2 separate regions of the Ovis aries genome follow, and region 1 is linked to region 2. Evidence: chromatin contacts called from public Hi-C data. All regions are on one chromosome and are shown on one strand. The core of a region is the stretch at or near the end of the contact, and the rest is flanking DNA. Distances in the headings are between cores, read along the strand shown.

What was found. A called contact is a pair of places that touch in the nucleus more often than the background predicts.
Region 1: a Hi-C map of liver shows a contact between it and region 2, with 3 times the contacts expected there. The contact joins two enhancer-like sites. A contact is called at or near these places in 5 of 16 Hi-C or Micro-C datasets (hypothalamus, liver, muscle and 2 more).

What each region holds. Positions count from the first base shown.
Region 1 is chr3:95,195,942-95,200,681 of ARS-UI_Ramb_v3.0, reverse strand. No RefSeq gene overlaps it. Among named protein-coding and RNA genes, the nearest start is that of NOTO, 30 kb to the left of the region's middle. Within about 2 kb of position 2,306, at least 16 of the 54 cell types and tissues checked have an H3K27ac peak or open chromatin away from gene starts, as enhancers often do. A contact at or near this core is called in liver, where this site is marked.
Region 2 is chr3:95,014,814-95,019,891 of ARS-UI_Ramb_v3.0, reverse strand. All of the region lies in intron 9 of SFXN5 (sideroflexin 5), which reads left to right. Among named protein-coding and RNA genes, the nearest start is that of SFXN5, 71 kb to the left of the region's middle. Within about 2 kb of position 2,776, at least 3 of the 54 cell types and tissues checked have an H3K27ac peak or open chromatin away from gene starts, as enhancers often do. A contact at or near this core is called in liver, where this site is marked.

The DNA of each region.
Region 1 (4,740 bases), core at 1,057-3,556, 180 kb before region 2:
CTAACTGTGGGGTAGAGACAGGCATGACCCGCTGGTTCAACTGGCTGGAAGAAAATAGCCAGTTGCAGGATATCCCCAACTGTCAAAACAAAAAAAGACTACAATTCTCGTCTGGCTACCTTCCCAACCTTGGGGCGGAAGGGAGGGAAGGGACCGAGCGGGAGCAGGCAGGGAGGTTTCGAGGAAAGTTACACCTAGGAGATGTCAGTGTGTTGGTGGGACCCGTCTTCCTGCCAGAGCATAATCCTTGCCAGCCTCAAATGTGCTTCCAGTCAAGACCCTTCTGTCCTGACAAGATGGTCCATAGACTTATTTTTCTTTTCGAATTCCGAAGCTAATATATACATTTTGTGTAAAAACTAAACAATACCAAAATTATTATTAAGAAAATGAAAGCTTCTCTATAACCTCCTAACAAAATAACCACCATTTTTTCAGGTTTACTTCTGTCCCATACATATACTAACATTTATTATAACAATTTTTACAAAAAATCATTGCATCAAAGTATTTTAAACTATTTTAAACTTGCTTTATTCCTCATTTAATATATATTGGACACGTCTCTGTGTCGGTATATATACCTCCACCAAATTTTTCACAAACGGTTGCACAGCATGCAAACGGTTGAGCCAGTCCACCACTGATGGGCTTTAAGATTTTTTTCTCTTTCCCCTCATGACAAACATCCTCCTAGGTGCTGTGCTCCCTGCAAGCACTTTTAAGGAGAGATTCTTGTGTAACTCCTGGGATGAGAGAGAGGTTCATTTGAAATGGCTGATGTGGCTGCATTGCCCTCCACAGGCTGCACTGTCTGGTCAGTATGTCCACCCATGGTGAGGGCAGCTTCCTGGTGGTTTTAGCCACAACTTCTCTTGAGGTGAGGTCTTAACCTCCTGAATCTTGGAACTGGTAGTTGCCTGATCATTTCTAGAGGTTCCAGCAGCTCACTAAGGACCTCAGGAGAGGGTGAAAAGGAAGCCTGTTTAGTTCAGAGGTGTCAACAGCCAGAGAAGGGACTTCATAAGCTTTCCAAGAACAGGGGAAGATTACAAAGTGGCCTTACCTCCCAAGGGATCTCGGTGGGGTGGGGAAAGGAGCAGAGGAGCCAGTCAGAGGAGTGAGGAACTGGGTGGGGTTCCCTGGGAGAGAACCTGTGTCACTCCTAAGGAACAAAGGCCCTCATAGGCACAAGTACCTCCCCGACCAGCCCACTAACTTTTTAAGCTCCAGCTGTCTGGAGGTGGGGGCGAGTGTGGGCAGATCCTATTCAGAGCCAAACTGCTCAGTTCTAAGAGAACATACAGCCTGACTTTGAAAGGGAAGAGAGAAGGCTGGGGCCCACCACAGAGGGGTCTTGTGATGGAATCAGATGCTAAATTGGAAGGGGCTCTGAGTTGGAGAAGCCCTAGAGGGCTTCCAGGAGGAAGAGACTGGATGCTTGCTGTGCCTTGATGGTCAGGATTTGAACCCTCCCGGAAACCTGAGCAAAGGCATGTTTTTAGGAATGGCCAGTCTGCTCAGGGAACAGGGAGGAGCAGGGTCTGAGAGTTGCGGAAGGGCAGGAGGGGCTGTAGCTGGGGCTGAGGCAGAAGCCAGGGGGTGAATTCCACAGCTCCCAGAATTTGTTCTGGGGTCCCGGACTGTCCTTCTGGCCTTTAGGTCCCTGGAAGCTCTGGAGTAAGAGTCTGGACATGTCCTCCGGCGCTCCTGGAGGCTTATCAAAGGCTCGCCTCCCAGAGCAGCGGAGAACTCAGACCGAGGGCGGCGGTCGGCGCCGGGCAGCGCGGGCCCCTGGACACAGGAGACGCCGTCCTCTGCCGCATGGCCCGGGCTGCAAGGGGCCCGCCGCTCCCCGGTCTTCACACCTCCACCTTTGCCTCTTTTTCCTTTCCCATCCCCAGCCGGGAGCTCTTGGCCCTCACCCCCACCAGGCAGATGGGGAGGTAGAGGTGCGGGGAGAGAGGAGGGTCGGAGGGACCGGCGCCTGGCTTTCCTCCATTCGCCCTCCGTCTTCCCCTTCCTTGTCCTCCCGACTCCACCCAGGTCCTGCTCTGTCGTCCATGCCCTCCTTTTTCTCATTCTCCCACCATGATCTACGGTACCAACCCAATTTTTACGGGAGTTGGTCTTCCACGTGTAAGCTTATTAAGGAGCAAAACTGATAAATATTTAAAGGAAGAAAAAAAAAAATAAAACAAAATCCGTCGCTTCCCCGCCAGGCGCAGCTCGGCTCTGCGCCCCGCCCCCGCAGCTCGAGCCTGCAGGCGGAGCGTCCCCGGGGGAGCGCGGAGCCCGGGGCGGGGTAGGGGCCGCGGCCTCCCCGGCCCGCGAGGGCGCCTCCCCGCGTCCCGGCCTTGCGTAGCCGCGGGCGGAATAGAGGGCGGCGGATTGAGGCGGCCGCCGCTTGTTTGTCCAGCGCCCGCCCCCGCCGCCGCGAGCCCTAATCTCCGATACTCTTGCGAGTTGGCTTCCTGCCCCGGAGCCCCCACTCCCCGAGCAAACAGGGCGGCGCGGCGCTGCATCCGAAATGCGGCATTTGAGCCCCGCAGTGGAGGAAAGCCGGTGCCGGCCGCTCGCCCGTAATTGCCCTTCTCCGCCCTAATCCTTCGGTCCGGCCCAGTCCGCCGGCTGCGGCCCATTGATCAGCGCTGCAGTCGAGGGCTCCGGGAGGGGCTTCCCACCTTCTCCCCGGGGCCTAGGAGGCAGTGGAGACCCACCTACCCGTCCCCCACCTCTTGTTCTTAGAGCCCCTCTTGCTGAGGTCAATCCGGCCTTGAAGGCGGAGAACGTCCTTGGAAAGGGCATCGAGGTTGCCAGGGGGAAATGAGCGTGGAGGGAGGAAGAGAACACTCACACCCTTGGCAGGGCCCGCCAGGCTGAGACCGCAGATCGCGCTGGCCTTCGTTAGGTGAGGGATGGGGTCTGGCTGAGCTTGACACTGTGAGAGTCAGCTATGGAGCTATGGGGGGCGTTGAGAGGCCCCTGTGTGCCCCAAACTACCCTCCAGGCCCCAGAGCTTCTGCAGTTTTTTGAGGGTCCCACTTCCTGAAGTCTGCCAGAGGGGCCTGGGCGTCACTGCATCCACATTCAGGCTTTCTCCACTGAGTGTGGAGTGCAGAGTGCTCCAAGCTGGGAAACAGACATGGTCTCTTATATTATACGGGATTCCCTGGTAGCTCAGATGGTAAAGTGTCTGCCTGCAACGCGGAAAACCCAGGTTTGATCCCTGGGTCGGGAAGATCCCCTGGAGAAGGAAATGGCAACCCACTCCAGTATTCTTGCCTGGAAAATCCTGTGGACCGAGGAGCCTGGTGACGCGACTTCATTTTACTTGTGTTATACAGGTCCTTAGTAAGAGAGATCATAGCAGGAAAAGAGAGAAAGAGGGTGACATGGGAGCCTTTGGGGACAAACCCACTGAGGCTCTAATGATGGCTTCACCGGGACCAGACTCTGTTCCTAGCTAGGGTGAGCTTTCTTTCTTCCCAGTCTCCCCTTCAGGTCCCCAGAGTGCACCTCCCCCCCACCCCCTCTCCCAGAACAGCCATTGCAGGCGGTGGGGCGGTGGTGGGTAGGGAGGAGGGAACCTCCTCTGACACCCTGAGGCATAGGGAAGGAAAGCTAAGGCTGGGGCCAGAGGCTGGGCCAGGGTAACTGGGGCTCTACGGAAACGGAGGATAAAAACCGAGACACACAGAGGAGAAATCAGACTAGGAGGACTTGATAGCAAATTGGAGCTTCCTGCCTAGGCTCCTCCCCTTAGTGTTCTTGACACAACTGGGATGAGTGTGAGGCAAGGGAGGCGCCACTGAGGGCACAGATTTAAGGCCACTCCCCCGGAGGTTGCACGGTGCAGGGGCAGCTCCTGGGAGGGAGGGTCTTCTTGCTTTGCCCTAGTCTCAGGCCTGCCCTCTTGCCCTAGGAGCCCTCCCCTGTCCTAGGGTAACCCTCCCTAGGTTGGTGCATTAGGTTGGTGCTGACTTTCTCCCAGCTGGGATAGAAGTTGCAGAAAGCAGGGGTCTCCTTCCTCAGAGCACTAGGTAGGCTGTAGAGGCTGAGTAAATAAATAGCTGATAAATGAATAAATGACTGTTTCTCCCTCCTTCCTCATTCCCAAGTCTGAATTCTTCCCTGCAGACATGGCCAGTTGCTGCGGCCACCCCGGGGTTGCTTGATTTACCTTGAACCCCATTTGATCCTCAGAGTCTCCACCTGACAGTGAGTTTGCACAGTTGGTGTGTGTTTGTTCTTACATCCTCTGATACGAAGCCCTGCTTCTCTCTCCAGCTTGATGCTGACTCCTTGAGGGCAGGGACCAAGCCTAGCCTGGAATTTCTTATCTGCCTTGCAGCACCCAGGCTGGGGTGGCCCTCAGTATATGCTGTAGGGTGAATACCCAGGGCCCTAATGCCTGTCTGAAGACTTTGGACAGTTCCTCCTATTGCTTTTTTTCCTGGTTGTGGACAGGGTGACCCAGGTCACATGTCTGCTGTGACAGGACTGAGCTAAAGCCTGAGTCCTACATCCCGGAAGCGGTGGGATCTCCTCCTCCTGCATCTCATCAGGCAGATTACGAAGGCGCAGTTCTCTCCACCTCACGCTCTTTGGTGCGGCCTGGTGGGGGCTCCTTAGCTTTCTCATATACCAGGTGTATGGCCGCCAACTCCAATGAATGTGAGGGCACGTGTGAGCAGGTGTAGTGTGTGTTGGGGGTGTGAGGGTGTGGTGTCTGCTGTG
Region 2 (5,078 bases), core at 1,527-4,026:
CAGGGGAAGTTGTGAGCGGTTGGCAGGGCCAGTAGATGGACCACCTGTCTGGACATGGGGTCCCGGTTATGAGTGGACTTGGGGCCAGAGAGGGCACAGGGCTAAAGGCTCACGTGAACATTCAGGAGCTGGATGGCAGAGCAGAGGATGAGCGTTGCTTCATGCCTGATCCTCAGACACTTCACCTTCAGCTGGGTCTTCACTGGACAAAGGCTTTCCCTGTTGGAGAAGTGCTGACCTCTGTTCCTAAAGGGCCTGGGCCCTGGAGGGTCCCTTCTGTATAGGATACAGTGGTTGTCTGTTAACCCAGTCAGTGGACACAAGGAGGTATCCCAGGGGCTGCCTGGGCTGAGCTCCACCCCTCCCAGTTCCCATTGCTTACTGGAGCTCTGTGCCCCGTGATAGTCAGACTGGCAAGTAATCATAGTGGGTAATACTTACGGAGCGCCTTCAACTTGCTAGGCATCTCCTAAGGCACAACCTAAGCTACACCCTGGACCACGGAGGACACCACTCGCTCAAGCACAGAACGAGTCAGGTGTAGTCTTGCAGAACGCCCAGAAACCAAGTATGCAGGTGGGTAGAGTGCAACCCCTTGTTACACTTGAAGAGCCCCTCAAAAGTTTTGTTGCAGTCCCCTCTGGTCTCAGAGCACCTGGGAGAGACTTGTCTACCAGGGGGCAGGGTAAGAGTTCCTCCAGTGGGGAGCCAACAGCACAGCCTGACTTTTCTAACCACCCTACACCACAGGGAAGCAGGAAGAAAGAAGTGGCTTTGTGTCAGTAAAATAGTGTCTGTCCTTGACTTCACTTCTGTGCCTCAGTGTCTTTATCAGCATCTTCAGCAGGAGCCCTCTGTGGTCCAGGGTGTAGATCAGAGTGTCCTCATGGTCCAGGATGTAGCTTCAGGTGTCTTCATGGTCCAGGGTGTAGCTCCAGGTGTCCTCATGGTCCAGGGTGTAGGTCAGGGTGTGCTCTGCAGTCCAGGGTGTGGGTCAGAGTGTCCTCATGGTCCAGGGTGTAGGTCAGGGTGTGCTCTGCAGTCCACGGTGTAGGTCAGGGTGTCCTCATGGTCCAGGATGTAGCTTCAGGTGTCTTCATGGTCCAGGGTGTAGCTCCAGGTGTCCTCATGCTCCAGGGTGTAGGTCAGGGTGTCCTCATGGTCCAAGGTATATCTCTGGGTGTCCTCATGTCCAGGCTATAGCTCTGGGTGTCCTCTGTGGTCCAGGTTGTAGCTCAGAGTGTCCTCTGTAGTCCAGGGTGTAGCTCTGGATGTGCTCTATGGTCCAGGGTCTAGCTCTGGGTGTCCTCTGTGGTCCAGGGTATAGCTCTGGGTGTCCTCTGTGGTCCAGCAGGGTGTGCTCTGTGGTCCAGGGTGTAGCTCTGGGTATCCTCTGTGGTCCAGGGTATAGCTCAGGGTATAGCTCAGGGTGTGCTCTGTGGTCCAGGGTGTAGCTCAGGGTGTAGCTCAGGGTGTCCTCTGTGGTCCAGGGTGTAGCTCAGGGTGTAGCTCAGGGTGTGCTCTGTGGTCTAGGGTGTAGCTCATGGTGTATCTCAGGGTGTGCTCTGTGGTCCAGGGTGTAGCTCAGGGTGTAGCTCAGGGTGTGCTCTGTGGTCTAGGGTGTAGCTCAGGGTGTAGCTCAGAGTGTCCTCTGTGGTCCAGGGTATAGCTCTGGGTAGCCTCTGTGGTCCAGGGTATAGCTCAGGGTGTACTCTGTGGTCCAGGGTATAGCTCAGGGTGTAGCTCAGGGTGTGCTCTGTGGTCCAGGGTGTAGCTCAGGGTATCCTCTGTGGTCCAGGGTGTAGCTCAGGGTGTAGCTCAGGGTGTCCTCTGTGGTCCAGGGTATAGCTCAGGGTGTGCTCTATGGTCCAGGGTGTAGCTCAGGGTGTAGCTCAGGGTGTGCTCTGTGGTCTAGGGTGTAGCTCAGGGTATAGCTCAGGGTGTACTCTGTGGTCCAGGGTATAGCTCAGGGTGTAGCTCAGGGTGTGCTCTGTGGTCCAGGGTGTAGCTCAGGGTGTAGCTCAGGGTGTGCTCTGTGGTCCAGGGTGTAGCTCAGGGTGTAGCTCAGGGTGTGCTCTGTGGTCCAGGGTATAGCTCAGAGTGTCCTCTGCAGTCCAGGGTGTAGCTCAGGGTGTGCTCTGTGGTCCAGGGTGTAGCTCTGGGTGTCCTCTGCGGTCCAGGGTGTAGCTCTGGGTGTCCTCATGGTCCAGAGTGTATCTCAGGGTGTGATCTGTGATCCAAGGTATAGCTCTGGATGTCCTCATGGTCCAAGGTGTAGCTCTGGGTGTCCTCTGTGGTCCAGGGTATAGCTCAGGGTGTAGCTCAGGGTGTCCTCTGCGGTCCAGCGTGTAGCTCAGGCCCAGATACTCTTCTCTGAGCCTGATGGAGTTAGGAGACCAACAGCCTGAGAATCCAGAGCAGACTGCTGCCTCTCTGCTGTCACTCTGTGTGGCTTCCAGGTTGGAGGGCCCATTGTATGGACCCTGCATCCGAATCTGAAGTGTTCCGGAAGCCTGCAGATGGTGATGCTGGCAGTGACAAGTCTGACGCAGATATCGGCTCCACATCTATCCTGGGGAGGACATGTTGTTGTCCCTTCCTAGACAGAAGGGGTCTGATATCATTGGTTTTCCTGTAAGTGGCCAGCAGGTTCCTCTGGGGCATGGTTCAGGGGTCAATGTTGGTCACTATTGCTAGCAAAGAAGCTACACAGCTGCAGCTGGAGCTGACTGGTGTTTGAACCTGTGCACAACTCTGTCCTGGCCACCTTGGCCCTTTGCTCTTGGACCTGTTGCCAAGCAACAGCCTGATTGGGGTTGCAGGACAAACTGACCTCCATAGAGGCTCAGGGTCCACTGGTTGCTATCGATTTTATTCTATTGGATCAATGCACGCCCTCTGGTGGGCAATTTTGGTACCTCGGCGATGCCTTGACCTGTTCTAGCCCTTGCTCCACCAGGGCCTGCAAAAACCCCTGGCCACTTTGGTGGTGGTGTTGTTCAGTAGCTCAGTCGTGTCCTGCTCTTTGTGACCCCATGGCCTGCAGCACACCAGGCTTCCCTGTCCTTCACTGTCTCCCAGAGCTTGCTCAAACTCATGTCCATTGAGTCGGTGATCCATCCAACCATCTCATCCTCTGTCGTCTCCTTCTCCTCCTGCCTTCAATCTTTTCCAGCATCAGGGTCTTTTCCAATGAGTCAGCTCTTCCCATCAAGTGGCCAAAGTATTGGGACTTCAGCTTTAGCATCAGTCCTTCCAATGAATGTTCAGGGTTGATTTGGTTTTGAATTGACTGATTTGATCTTGCAGTCCAAGGGACTCTCAAGAGTCTTCTCCAACACCACAGTTCAAAAGCAACAATTCTTCAGCGCTCAGCCTTCTTTATGGTCCAACTGTCATGCTTGGTTGTATGACCACTTGGTTATTTTATGATCCACCACCCAGAAGTAGATCCTAAATTCTGACCTCATGCCATCCCTCCTTTCAGACGTGCTCCGTCTGTTGTCCTACAGGGCGCCTTGGGCCCCTTATGGCAGGTGCTGTTAGTCCGCAGAACTGGCTGCAGACAACCTGGTACTTCATATTCCTGCAGCCTGCAGAGTCCCCCTCCCTTCTTGCCTGGCTGCTCCCTACCCTCCCTCAGGGCTCAGTTGGGCATCCCCTTTCTCAGAAGCCTTCCTAGCCCTGGGGGAGGGCACGTGCCCCCTCAAAGCTCCTCCTCCTGGCAGAGTGGATATACCATTCGCTCAGGTGGTCTTAGCCCTGCACGTGGATCTGGCCCCATAGAGCTGTGTTTGCCGAGGTGGACAGCAGTGGCTGCACAAGACAAGTCTCATTTGCGGCTCTTTTTTTTTTTTTTTTTTTTCTGCTTCAGAAATCAGTCACTTGATTTATCTAGAAACATTTATTAAGCACCTACTCATTTCATCAGGCACCAGAAATTCCATGAGGAATAAGAGTGTACATAGGCCCTGTGCCCAGCACTTTAGGGCCTATGGGGAGAGATGGATGTTTGGTAAAGTGTCCACAGATAACAATATTTCCATATAATTCTGTTTTAAATAATACACATGAGTTACTTTGATTCCCAACGTTTTAAGAAGTAAATGAATGAACTTAGGGACTGTGATAGGTATGTGGAAAGAAGAGCTCCAGGTTTCGTGAGAGGCTGTAAAAAGGGGGAGCCCTGAGTGAAAAGGAGGCCTCTCTGAAGGCCTGATGTTCAAGCTGAAAAGTGAGGAAGCTGAGAGAGGGCAGGGCTTTCGAGAAAAGGTGGGAGAGGGAGGGAGGGAACTGGCTCATTGGAGGAGCAGGGTGGGGCTGAAGTGACCAGAGCCTTGCAAGCATGTCCAGGTGGTCAGCTAGGGCCGTGTGGGTCTTAAATGCAGTGAAACCACTGAGAGACTCACGCGTGTTGGTTCCACTCTGGCTGCTGTGGATTAGACAGTGGATTAGAAGGGTCAAGAGGGCAAGTAGGGAGCCCAGTTAGGAGGTGGGCAGTTGTCCAGGGAGAAGTGATGGGTGCTTAAGCTAAATGGTGGGCTTGAGCAGAGAGAGAGAGAGAAATAGCTGTACTTAAGACACCCAGCACACAGAGCTGGGTGTGGGGTAGCAGAGGCTCCTGTCCAGGTAGACCCCTAGGGTTCTGGCTTGAAGAGCTGAGCTGGGAATGGGAGAGGCAGACAGGATGTGGGTGAGGAAGATCAAGATGACCCTCATTTGCCGTGTGTGCAGGTGGATTGCCTGAAGCCCATGGAGATAGAGGCATTCTGCAGGGGGCTGGAGTGGAGGACACAGGCATTGTTCCAACCCCATCCGATGTCTCATCTCTGGCCTTGTAGAAGCTAGGCTGGTGTTGGCCTGGAAGGACCCTCCTACTCAAGGAGACAGTTATCAGCTGTGTTCCCCGATGACACTGAAGGTCTTGGGACGCGGGTCCCCAGTTCTTGGTGCCGGGCAGCATTTGTCTCCATTGTGGGGGTCTGCCAGGGAGCCAGACTTCCCTCCTCCCCTTCTTGTGCCCTCAGCTGCCCATGGCAAATCCACCCTCCCGGGAGCGAGAGCTTGGACAGAGGTGG